2 separate regions of the Sus scrofa genome follow, and region 1 is linked to region 2. The links are chromatin contacts, called in public HiChIP or PLAC-seq maps. All regions are on one chromosome and are shown on one strand. Each heading gives the region's core, a stretch centred on a gene start, on an enhancer-like site or on the middle of the called end of the contact. The rest is flanking DNA. Distances are from core to core; before and after follow the strand shown. Region 1 holds the start of DDIT4 (DNA-damage-inducible transcript 4). Region 2 holds the start of SPOCK2 (testican-2).

Region 1 (2,700 bases), core at 28-2,527, 150 kb after region 2:
AGGCCTGCCAGTCTGATCTGGTTAGGCTCTGGCCCGCCCCGGGACGGGAGGGAGCATCTGATGTAAGCTGGGTTCTCTCTTCCATCAGAATCCTGTGTCCCAGATTGATGAACCTTTAAATAAATAAAGGTCGAATCCGTCCGAACCTCTTCCCACCGTCAGCAACCTCTGTCACTCTTTGAGCACCGCCGTCGGGCCTGATTTCTTGGGGCCCAGTGTGCATGACGAAATAGGGGATGGCGATTGCACTCCGGGGCTTTTCTGGAGACCTAGCTCCTCGGTCCTGACGCAACTCTCCAGGTCTTTTACACAAAGCGTTTGGTAGAGAGGGGCGCTAGGACCCGGCGGATGCCTGAGGCCTCTAAGCTGCAGCTGGCTGGGGAGGCACTGCTGCACCGCAGTCGGTCGGTAGGGCCGGCGGGTGGGTCAGTGTGTCCGTCTGATGTAGGTCCCAGTTCGCAGCTCCCGGACCAAGCGCCAGGAACTGGGGCCTATCAATATTCCTTCAACCACATTCCCCAAACCCTGTCTTTGAAGGCAGCTGGAGGGTGGGCGCTGACGCGGTTAGGAAACTAGGCTCACATCGGGGGCATGGACACCGCCCCCCCTCATTAATCCATCCTCTGGGTCTGTAGAGTAACGGGCAAGTAGGCAAGTGCGGCCGCCCAGAAAGGGAGCAGAGTGCTCTGAGCTGCTGTTTTGGGGCCCCACCCCCATATCCTGACCCCTGGTAAGGAAGGTTAGTGTGGGGTACTTGCGCGAGAGTGGGCTGGGTTAACGTCTGCTCCCCCGGGCATCCAGCCCTGCTCCTAGTTGTACCCATAGCTCGCAGGCTCCCACAAGCTGAGGGCAACCGTTTTCCTTGCCTGTTGCCCTCTCAAGTTCCCCTGCCTCTTCCCCCGCGCGGCCGCGGCCTAACCCCTCCCCCAGCAATACGACCCTATAATAAACAAGTCTTTCCTTGATCCTCCCCTGCCGCGAGCGCCCTCGGGGACCTTGGCAGCTGCAGCCGCCGCCGCCGCCGCCGCCGCCGCCGCCGCGGATCCCTTCCAGAAAGGGGGCGTGGCCGTGGCTCGGGGGTTCCGCCGAGAGCTTTCTGGGGCTCAACGGAGGCGGGGCCAGGCGGCTGTCACCGGGCAGGAGAGAACGTTGCGAACGTGCGCCCGGAGTCCATTGGCCGAGATGGGCCACACTCCCGGGTCTGGATTGGGCCGTGGCGCGGAAGGGGTGTGGCCTCCCCGCGCTAGTCCTTATAGGTCCCTCGGCGCTGGTGCTAGGGACCGAGGCAGGCCGAGGGGGAGGTGAGGCTGAGGAGAAGGGACAGGTCTGGGCAGAGCTCGGGGGTTGGCACCAGTTCGCGCACCCATTCAAGCGGTCAAGCGGCTGTACGCACTCGTCAGAGCAGTTCTCGCTAACTGCTCTAGCTGGTGAGTGTCCCTTCTGTGTGTGCGCGGATCGATGAGCAGGGAGGCCTCAGCCGCGGGGGTCGTAGCGCTCTGAGTCTGGTCCACCCCTCAGACTGACGCCGGGCCCGTGTCGCTCTTGTCTTACAGCGTCTTCTGCGCTCCAGCACCGGTGAGCTCATCTGCAAACGTCCTGGCGTCCGTCCTCACCATGCCTAACCTTTGGGATCGCTTCTCGTCGTCCTCCTCCTCTTCGTCTTCGTCCTTGTCCCGAACTCCCACCCCAAATCAGCCTCCGCGTTCAGCCTGGGGGTCAGCGGCCCGGGAAGAAGGGCTCGGTCGCTGCGCGAGCCTGGAGAGCTCGGACTGCGAGTCCTTGGACAGCAGCAACAGTGGCTTTGGGCCGGAGGAAGGTAAGCCGCCGCGGGCGAGGGCCGGACGCGACTCGAGGGGCGGGGAAGGTGAGAAAGGACCTCGCTGAAAAGAGTCAAAGCCACCTTGGCTTCGTAGGCCACCAGAATCCAGATCGCAGAGCGGGGACAGGCCAGAGGAGGGGGTTGAAGCATAGGGTATGATGAGTGTGCGGCAGAAACTGAGGCACGGAGGGGCAAGAGGAGTGCTGCTTTCTTAGCGAAACAGCACCTCCTCCTTTTGGAACTGCTCTTACCTTCCTTCCCTATGTGCTTTCCCTTCCAGACTCTGCATACCTGGATGGGGTGTCCCTGCCTGACTTCGAGCTGCTCAGCGACCCTGAGGATGAGCACCTGTGTGCCAGCCTGATGCAGCTGCTGCAGGAGAGCCTGGCCCAGGCGCGGCTGGGCTCGCGGCGCCCCGCGCGCCTGCTGATGCCCGGCCAGCTGGTGAGCCAGGTGGGCAAAGAACTGCTGCGCCTGGCCTATAGTGAGCCGTGCGGCCTGCGGGGGGCGCTGCTGGACGTCTGCGTAGAGCAGGGCAAGAGCTGCCACAGCGTGGGCCAGCTGGCCCTCGACCCCAGCCTTGTGCCCACCTTCCAGCTGACCCTCGTGCTGCGCCTGGACTCACGCCTCTGGCCTAAGATCCAGGGGCTGTTTAGCTCCGCCAACTCTCCCTTCGTCCCCGGCTTCAGCCAGTCCCTGACGCTGAGCACTGGCTTCCGAGTCATCAAGAAGAAGCTGTACAGCTCCGAGCAGCTGCTCATTGAAGAATGTTGAACTTGGGCCTGGGGGCCGACACTGCCCCCATGGCAGAGACAGTTGAACTTTTGGGGTGGACGTTGGCAGGCAGGAGCTGAGGGCCTGTTGCCTGTCGTTAGAAAACT
Region 2 (2,700 bases), core at 42-2,541:
GAGGCAGGTCGGGGGACCCATCCAAAGCCAGAGCCCCCGATCCTCCCTCCCTGCACCCCCCCTTGCCTCCCGCACCCCTCTCCGCATCTTGCCCTGCAGGGGAGACCTGGTCGCTAATGCGCACCCCCAGATCAACTCTTCACCTGGGACTCACCCGCGGCGGGTGTGGGACTGGGGGTCCCAACCGTTCCCCCCACCCCCGCCCCCGCCAGCTCCCGGGCCGGGATGGACACAGGAGGAGGCTCGGGACGGCATGAGTGCGTGTTGTTTACTCTCAGTGCTGGTTTGCTTAGCTGGTTGGGCTGCGGGAGCCTGTGGCTGCGATGGGCGGCCGCCGCTCCCGGCCCCAGGGTCTGCGCTCCCTCTCCTCCCCAAACCTCCACGCCCGGCTCTCGCGGCCCAGCAGACTCACGTCTCGGAAGCGGTTCCAGTGCTTGATCTTGCCGCTGTACTGCGAGATGGACGACAGCCATTGCTCGTCCTCCATGAAATTGCCGGGGGTCTCGCCCTCCTTGAGCCCTTTGGTGTCTCCTTCGGCCAGGGCGGCAGCGGTGAGGAGCAGCAGCGGCAGCGCCAGCCGCCCGCAGCCTGGAGCGCCCATCGTGGTCTGGGTTCGACCTGGGAGTCGGGGGGTGGGGGGTCTTGACTTCTGCAGTATTTTAATGTCCTTCCTCCCACCCTGCAGTTGGCCAAGCAAACGTCGTCGTCCTCTTCCGCAGCCCTCCTCCTGCGGTCTGACTCCGGTGACAGACAGTGGGTCGCGGCTGAAATGTGACCTGGTTAGGAGATGCACTTGTCTGAAAAAGCCCAGCGCTGGATGTGGAGAGGAAGAGAGAATCAGAGAGGCTGCGCCAGCAGGGGCCGTGTCTGTAACTGTAGCATCAGCATCACGTTTGACATCATCATACCTGGTTTAAAAAAAAAAAAAAAAAAAAAAAAAGGAGGGGGTAAATTTCAAAGGGAAGCACTAGATCAGAGCGCCAAATGCCAGCCAGCCACCGCAGAGCCCAGCCTAGCCCAGCACTCAGGGAGTTGCAAACCAAGGAATCCAGAAACGGAGACGTCTCTGCTTGTCTCTCCAAGGGTAGAGAGCAGAAAGGAACCCAGTCTCCTCAGGGAAGATGGAAGTGGGGGGAGAGAGACACAAAATTCTCCAGTTACAAAGCCAGCCAGGCTCAGGTGTCTAAAAGGGAAATTTGGCCACAGACGCTCTTCCTCCCCCTTGCTTCCCACCCAGAGGGGCTTGCGTCCCAGCCCTGACAGCTGGCTTCCTGCGAGTTATGGCTCCACAGTGATGGGTGGCTTCATTAAGACAAAGGCCATATAACAACTGGCTGCCTCAGAACTATTGCTGCCCAGCCCCACATGCTCTTTTCAAGGAAAGGCCCCAAGTGTTGAATAGCTGGCAAAACAGAGGCAGATGTCCTCCTCCCCAAGCAGCTGTTTAAAGGCTGTCACCCCTTTTGTTAGCTCTTCCCAGGGCAACCATAAAAGGCGCAAGTCTGACCATTTCATCTGCCTTGAGGCTGCAAATTTGGAAGAGGCACATTTGCAATGGTTTTGATCTCAAGTTGATTATAAGAAGCCATTGGGGGAGTTCCCAACGTGGCTCAGTGGTTAATGAACCCAACTAGTATCCAGAAGGACGCAGGTTCGATCCTTGGCCTCACTCAGTTGGTTAAGAATCCAGTGAACTGTGGTGCAGGTCGCAGATGCAGCTCAGAACTGGCGTTGCTGTGGCTGTGGTGTAGGCTGGCAGCTACAGCTCCAATTCGACCCCTAGCCTGGGAACCTCCATATGCCATGGGTGTGGCCCTAAAAAAAAAAATAAAAGAAAAAAGACAAAAAGACCAAAAAAAAAAAAAAAAAGCCATTGGGGAAGGGGGTGGGGGTGGGGCTGGTTTTGTTTGAAGTGTTTAGGTTTTTGTTAAAATTGTGATCCTTATCATTACCTTTAGAAATGTGTTGGAAAAAAAAAAGAAAAAGAAATGTGTTGACATACCAGCTGGGAAGGCTAGAGGCTGGGCACAGAGTAGAAACGGGGTGAAGTTTACATCACAAATAAATTGAAGAGGAAATAGATAATCTGTCAGGATAGAACATATGGTACGTTTGGGACTCAAGCAAGCCCTAGATTGTGTTTTTATTTAAAAAACAAAAACAAAAACAAAAAAAAAACCTTGGCTGCTGTGATCTTAGGAAAGAAAAGAAAAATCAAAGGCAATGAAAAAACATGATCTTAATCAGTAGGAAAAAACACAGGTTATACAGTTCATAGTCACCCTAAATCTGGCTGCCTGGGAATTGCGCCTAATGCATCAATGGCTTGGGCTGGGATCCCTTGGGAAAACAGGAAACAATAGCTCCCTTTCCGTGTTTTCTTTTTCCTTTGCAGTTGGATTTAGAGGTGGTGCTGCAATGAAGCCCCGGCCATTGATGTCTTCATCTCACAGTAAATAAAGCAGCCTTGCCTTGCCCAGGTATACAGAGCAGCAGTGTATAGTAGAAGGAGCTGAGTTTATTGTCATACATACAGACTGGGGATGGAATCCCACTTAGTAGCTGGGTTCTGGGGCAAATTCCATAATCTATTTTCCATCCACAGATTAATGCTAATACCACCTATCTCAGAAGACTGCTGTCAATTCTGTGCAAAATTACATACCAAGGGCCTGGGCATAGTGGGCATTTTTTAAATGT

Evidence for each region. HiChIP or PLAC-seq counts read pairs in DNA pulled down with a chosen protein or histone mark.
Region 1: a contact with region 2 is called in an H3K27ac HiChIP or PLAC-seq map of skeletal muscle. The contact joins the promoter of DDIT4 here to the promoter of SPOCK2 in region 2. A contact is called at or near these places in 2 of 2 datasets of contacts at active chromatin or transcription factors (alveolar macrophages and skeletal muscle).

The regions. Positions count from the first base shown.
Region 1 is chr14:75,116,431-75,119,130 of Sscrofa11.1, forward strand. It overlaps DDIT4 (DNA-damage-inducible transcript 4), which reads left to right and starts at 1,278. Exons shown (of 3, transcript NM_001243452.1): 1 at 1,278-1,427; 2 at 1,554-1,816; 3 at 2,100-2,700. The coding sequence starts at 1,615. The coding sequence ends at 2,593.
Region 2 is chr14:74,966,835-74,969,534 of Sscrofa11.1, forward strand. It overlaps SPOCK2 (testican-2), which reads right to left and starts at 1,292. Exons shown (of 12, transcript XM_021073211.1): 1 at 1,234-1,292; 2 at 413-908. The coding sequence starts at 601.